Linked DNA regions of Triticum aestivum: region 1 is linked to region 2. A link is a contact called in public Hi-C data. All regions are on one chromosome and are shown on one strand. Each heading gives the region's core, a stretch centred on a gene start, on an enhancer-like site or on the middle of the called end of the contact. The rest is flanking DNA. Distances are from core to core; before and after follow the strand shown.

Region 1 (3,263 bases), core at 616-3,115, 230 kb before region 2:
TCCCGGCGGGATAGCACCTCTGGTGCAATATATGCTGGCGTCCCCACTGCTGATTTGGGCCTTGAATGCAGTACTGATGACTGATCCAGAAATGGGTAGAACAGTTTCTGTGAGAATTTACAGACATCGATAACTTAAAGGTTCGAAACGTGGGTTCAGGGACAACCTTGGAGTAGCCAAAATCACATATTTTGAGCCGTGGAGCTGCACTGCCATCCAAGAGAACATTCTCCAGCTTCAAATCTCTATGGCATATTTGCTGGTATATGACAAGATTGTCCCGAGAATCAAGTTAATAGAAATACAGTACACTAGATCTTGGCTCATACATAAGACTGCAGAACGTTAACAGTGAAACCGGCCGTGAAACATAAAAGAAACTTGAAAGGTGAAACACTAGGCACACTAGTCATTTGTGCTTAAGGAAAGTGGGCAGCTGATTTGGATGTAAATTATTATAACAATACTCTTGCTTGCGTGTCCGTACCATGTGATGGCAGTAGCTCACACCACAGATCAACTGCTGAAAGAAATACCTTGCCTGCGTGAAGCAAAACCAGATTAAGTATTGCTCTTCCACCCAAATCCATAATAAGATTATAAATTTGAGGAATAAATCACGAGACCTCATCCTCACTGAAGCGCCCACGATCACAGATTCGCTCAAACAGCTCCCCACCTGCTGCGAACTCCATGACAATCATAAGATTTGTTGGCGTCAGTACCACCTGGAGAATTTTTCCCCAGAACAACTAATTAAAATCATGTGTGTGGACGCGTGGTTGTGATAAGGAACAAGTAAATAATAAAGCTAAAAGCACAATCTGATTCCTTCTCCCATCAAAAGTTTGTGCTATTACAATGCAAACAGAAAGATATGCCTTCATGTTTCAGGTGAATAATTGCCACGGAGAAGGTGTCTCTCAGCGACATGCATGTGTAACATGAGAATCCATGCCCAAACCACACAAATATACAGGGGGGGCTTGTGTAAAGCGAAATCAGGAAAGGGGGAAAAGGAAGGGAGGTATCAAACATTAGGTAGCAATCGAAGATTCCTCGCCACATGCAGTTAAGAGAATTTTTTACAGGGAAAAAAAATCATCCGCGCCATTCCTACCCCGTAAACACCAAACGATTTGTGTTCAGAAACGCGAAAATTTTGTTTTAAAAAACAGAGAGAGAATTGGGCCATGTGGACGAATTTTTGCACGAACCTCCTTGAAGCGGATGATGTTGGGGTGGCGCAGCGAGCGGTGGTTGATGATCTCCCTGTAGACATTCTCGTCAATCTGCAGGGCACAGATCCCCAAAACGGCAATTAATCCACCTCCCACCGGACAAGCAAGCCACCAGCCCAATTGCTCCTCCATGTATGTAGTAGTACAAACAAAAATAAATAAACGGAGAAGACGGGGGAAGAAAACAAAGGAACGAACCCGGTGGCCGCGCTCGATGCACTTGACGGCGACGAGCTCGCGGGTCTCGCGGTTGCGCATCAGCCGCGCCACCCCGAAGTTGCCCGACCCGATGTCCCGCACCGCCTCGTACTTCTCCATCCCCTCCCTCCCTCCGTCCGCCCCCCGCGCGTCGCCGGCAGCGCCCCCCTGCCCCTGCCCCTCGGCCTCCTCCCTCGCGCGCACGATCCCCGTGGGACCCACGACGGCCTGCCTGCCGGCCGGAGCCGCGGAACGGAGGGCACGGCAGCGGCGGCGGAAGGGCGCGAGGCGAGGCGAGGCTGCGGAAGGGTGCGGTGCGGTGGGGGCTCGCGCCGTGCCTCGTTCGTTGGGTCGGTAGGTTGGTTCCGGGCCGTGCCGCGGGTTGCGTCTGCGGTGGCGCGTGTGTGGGGGCGGTGCGTGGGCGTGTGTCGCGGGGAGGATTATATACCCAGGGGGGGAGGGGCGCGGCCAGCGAGGTGGAGGAGGAGCCAGGCGGGAGGGGGGTGGGGAGGTGGAGTGGGCGGAGGGGCTGCCCGGTGGGCCACGCCGTCGGCGGGTCCGCGTCACGCACCGTGGCGCGCGGACCCCGCTTGCCTGCCGCCTGCCTGGCTGGTTCCTGTTCGCCGCTGGATTCGTTTCGATGTGTCCAAAATGGTTCTCTCCTGCTGGAGCTTGCGCTGTTTGATCGGCGGAAAAATATCCCGGAGGGGAAAAACGGGAAAACATCCATTTGGTATCCTGCTGCTATGAATACCCTACCTGTTTCCATCGAAGGAATGATCCCACTGGGTATAATTAATGCTGTACTAATCAGATCACAGCGTCGCATGCCGGCTTTACTTTATCGTATCTTTGTGTTATCTTAGCCGGCTGATTTTGTGAACTGGGTAGTAATATTGTAGTTGTAGGGGGGAGAGTATCAGGGCATCTACAATGGTAGACTCTTACGCAGGGCGCTTACGGTGAAAAAATAAATAGCAGAAAATTGAAAAAGAGCTAGGAGCTTTATCCTCCAACGCAAGGCGCTAATGACATGCTCTAATATACGGAGGCCCCGCGTTCGTTTCTTTACTCGCGCGGCAAGAAAATAGCCAAGCGCTCAATGCCTTTCTTTGCATCGATGCGGCGTCGGGCGCTGGGAGTAGGCTGGGAATAGGCGTGCTAACTGTCGATTGACAGGAAAATTAATCCTGGCGCCTCTCCTTTAGCGCCTGCGTTGGACATGCCCTCATGTGCTTCCAACCCTCCATGATTTCATGCTACTGGAGCTCCCGGGTCGTTGGATCACGGATCCAACGGGCGTAGGAAGAGCTCAGCCAAACTTATGAGAAAACCCCTCGAGGAGTCCCGTGATTTTGCCCAGGTCCAAAGACTTCAAAGCTAACCATTACTAAAACATGAAAAGATAACATCAAGTGAGGCTTTACATGATCGTAGCTGGCATCCCAAATTCACAGGCATAGTGCTGAATAGTTTTGAAATCTGATAACACTTAACACCATTAGCTCATAAAATACAAACTACCACCACACAAGGCATTGCAAACTTGACCATAAAATTCAAACAAGCAACAAGCGCACAAGGCATGCAGACTACTCCCAGACACCAAAGTCCAACAACCACCATGACGGTCAACAGAAGCACGCAAACCGCTACTTCTGTAAACCATCGACACGTGGGTCACTACACCACAAAGGAACCTCAATCGGTTGGCTGCAGCTTGAGGAAAACACATCGACAAAACTAATAGACACCACTAAATCCACGTTGACAACCCAAAAAATGGGAACCATGCATTATGTAACAAAACACACCTTTCCTTTA
Region 2 (3,488 bases), core at 206-2,705:
AAACAGTGCAAAACCAGGGACAGAGATTCATATCAGAGATCAGATCAAGCCATGCTATACCATAGGTTTTGTCTTCCTTTCTTCTTCTCAAGCAAGCAGGAAACAAGTGCATGTGGCGCCGTATCCTGTCTCTGGCCTAGCCCACTGTTTCGCACGAACAAATCAACAGTGCTGACCCTAGACCCTAGTGCACGAACGAAGATCGGCGGCACGCACGCGGCCTGCCCTTCACAAGCGTGACAGTTCTCGCCTTGCGATGCATGATTTTTTTTTTAACGTTCAAATTGCGTGTCCTCTTACCCGCCCTGCCGTCGACTGAAGTCAAGAAATTATTAGTCTATATAAGCAACGGTTTAGTGGTTGCCGCGACGTACGACCGTGACGTGACGACGCAAATATCTACTTTACTCTATTGTTTTTCCACGGAAATATCTACTCACTCTGATGTAGATGTTGAGGTCTACCGAGCATCTAGCAAGTCGGCACCGCACTTAAGATACCAGTACCTGGTCGGTTTAAAATTCGAAAAATGCTATGGTAAATTAATCTTGTGCTGAGTTTGCAAACCGAATACGTGTGCGTGTATGAATGTACGACGAGCAAAATATAAGTAATCTGGACAGCACTTTCGTAGGGGTGAAGCTAGCTACTGGCTCCAAGCCACATGTACGTAGGCCATGTGCCACGGTAGAAACGACAAGGCGTGACGATGAGCGCCCGGGCTGGAATCCGACCCGCCCGCGTGGCACTCCGACCCGCCCACGTGGCCCGCGGCCCACGGGACACCAGCAGGTGGATGGGTGGATCGACGTGGCTAGTTGGCCACACTGTCTCTTGTCCGGCTGGCTACGTGGATTTTGGCAGGCAGCCAAGGCAAAGGCCCCGGCCACCTGCACGTACCGTACGCAGCGGTCACGCTGCACGCCAAGATGCAGAACCCGGTAGAGGGCGCATGACATGTGATCCTCGACAGAATTCACCAAAATATAGTTTTTATAAACCAAGATTGCACGATCCGATGCGGTTAATTCACAGTACATTTTTTTTCCTTTGAGAGAGAATGTGTCCTACTAGAAATACGTAGCTCTGCGTGGACGTGTCGAGTTGTACACTGTACCCAGCAAAAAAAGAGAGTAGCACACTGTGCCGGCGTACGTCGTCTCCTCATTAATGTAGTAATTTCACAAGGTCACGAGTATACGACGCTCCACGGTAAAAACCCACGACCCCACACACAAGCGTACGCGTTCACGCAGAGAAGGGTACCCGATGGTGACATGCATTTCTCCCTGTCAAATCACAGTTAATACATTATACAGTACTCCAACTTTGTTTAGCTTCCTGATGAAAGCGAGCCGTTAATTAATCCAGGAGCTTCTGTGTACGTGTGCTACCGCGAAGACACCTCTGAGAATCAATTAATGCGCCATATCCCTGTGGGGCCGGCCAGGCCATTCGTTTGTCGTCGTGGCCATGTGAGGCATGGGCCACAGCGTACACCTCACATACGAACAGTACGATTATGATGGGACAACGGCAGCTTAAGAGATTCTGTTAATGGATAGCTTGAGCATGACTGCCCGTCAATTCCTCACCTTAAACTATGCGATTAATTAACTAATAATAATCTGCTAATGATCGTATTCACGACCGAAGCCGTGATACCTCGGCAACGATCCAGCGTGCATGCGCAGCTAGCTGCAGGACCGCAACATATACTAGCACCAAACTAAACTTCACATCAGGCATGTATAAGTTGTACACAATACGTAAGGTATACGTATGTATGGAGTACAAAACAACCAGTTCCTGAACCACCCTGGGGGAAAAGAAGCTATCTAATCTAGTACTGCAACTATCTACTAGCTAGCTTGCTTGCAAAATTGAAGCCTGGCCCCTCGAAAGCCAACCAACACCTAAGAACAGTTAAGCTGATATCATATGTACACTATTATTATTATTCTCTTGCTTTTGTTGATTTGTATATTTCTTATAGTTCTTATAGTGCTAGTCTGTCATTCTCTCTGGCTGGCATAGCATGCAGCTTGGGCTTGAGAATCATCATCGTCGGGCAGACGTTAGCTTAGATTTGGGATTGTTCCTTTTCTGGTTGTACCCATAGATCAGGATAGCATATCTTATATTGTATATAATGTCTTTTCAACTAGTCCAGCTGATGCATGAAATGATTCATCAGGGGCCCTCCTCGCTAGACTAGATACAAAGGCCGCCTTTTAGTTGGGGCCTATATATTATCAGCGCTGTATGAGTTATGGGATCTCAATTATTGGTTCCTAGTTATATATTTGCATTCTGCCCGTGACAATATATCTGTTAATTTTCGCGTGGCTTTTTGCTCTTTAATTTTAGTTTGGCGCAACAACTTTGGCAGATTTTTTTTTTTGAGCAAAAACAAACTTTGGCGGCCAGGGATACATCTTCCGTACCAGTGGGCTTGCGTCCAGTGTATATGGCGAGACCCCGGCTTGACGTGTGCGCGCGTGCCGTGCCCTGGCAGCAGATTGGTAAGCAAAAAGCAGGATGAGATTTCCTTTCTCGATTTGTGCGTGTCATGAGAGCTCCTATTTGACGCCCTACGTGCCGGATTCCAAGGAAAGAATTATGAAAAAAATGTTCGTGAATTCAGAAAATGTTCGTTATTTCAAACATGTTCGGGAAATGATAAATACTCACGGATTAAAAAAATGTTCATGATTTGAAAGAAAATTCGCCTATTCGAAAAACATTCATAGATTCAAAAAATGTTCAAGAATTAGAAACAAATGTTAATAAATTTCTAAAAAATGTTCACAATATTCAAAATATGTTCGGGAATTTCGAATATTATTCCTAATTTAAAAAATGTTCACAAATTCAATAAATTTCCGCTGATTCAAAAAGTATTATGTACTCAAAAAATTGTTCGTCTAAAGCAAAAAATGTTCCTGAATTTCAAAAAAATGTTCCCCAATTTATAGAAAATTTTAAAATATTAAAAAAACTGTCCAGGAATTTCGGGAAAAATGGAAATTTCAATAAATATTAATAAAATTCAAAAACAAATTCGCTGATTCAAACCAAATTTCATGAACTCAAAAGATGTTCATGAAAAAAGGTTCATGAAAAAATGTTCCTGAATTTCAAAAGATTGATCCCAAATTTGAAAAATGTTCGCCTGTTCAAACAAATTATTCATGTGTTCCAAAAATGTACTAAATTTCAAAAAAGTTCCTGAATTTGAAAAAAAAATCACAAAATTGTCAAAGTTGTTCCCAAAAATCAAAAATATGTTCATGTATTTGAAAAATGTTCATGATTTCAAAAACTATTCACAATTTAAAAAATCATGATTTTTGAAAGATGATTGCAAATTGAAAATGAAAAGGAATAATAATAAAAAATAAAGTCAAAATGAAAATGAAAAAAAGAAGGAAAAAGAAAACAGAAAGGAAAAGAGAAAAAGGAAAGGGAAATTTTAAAAGGAACTA

Evidence for each region. A called contact is a pair of places that touch in the nucleus more often than the background predicts.
Region 1: a contact with region 2 is called in a Hi-C map of leaf, with 6 times the contacts expected there. The contact joins the promoter of LOC123079902 here to the enhancer-like site in region 2. A contact is called at or near these places in 3 of 5 Hi-C or Micro-C datasets (all in leaf) and 1 of 1 datasets of contacts at active chromatin or transcription factors (leaf).

The regions. Positions count from the first base shown.
Region 1 is chr3D:488,537,680-488,540,942 of IWGSC CS RefSeq v2.1, reverse strand. It overlaps LOC123079902 (serine/threonine-protein kinase SAPK4), which reads right to left and starts at 1,865. Exons shown (of 9, transcript XM_044502731.1): 1 at 1,440-1,865; 2 at 1,218-1,292; 3 at 627-728; 4 at 488-541; 5 at 167-259; 6 at 1-80. The coding sequence starts at 1,559.
Region 2 is chr3D:488,306,353-488,309,840 of IWGSC CS RefSeq v2.1, reverse strand. No RefSeq gene overlaps it. Among protein-coding and RNA genes, the nearest start is that of LOC123079899, 160 kb to the right of the region's middle. Within about 2 kb of position 1,455, at least 8 of the 8 cell types and tissues checked have an H3K27ac peak or open chromatin away from gene starts, as enhancers often do. A contact at or near this core is called in leaf, where this site is marked.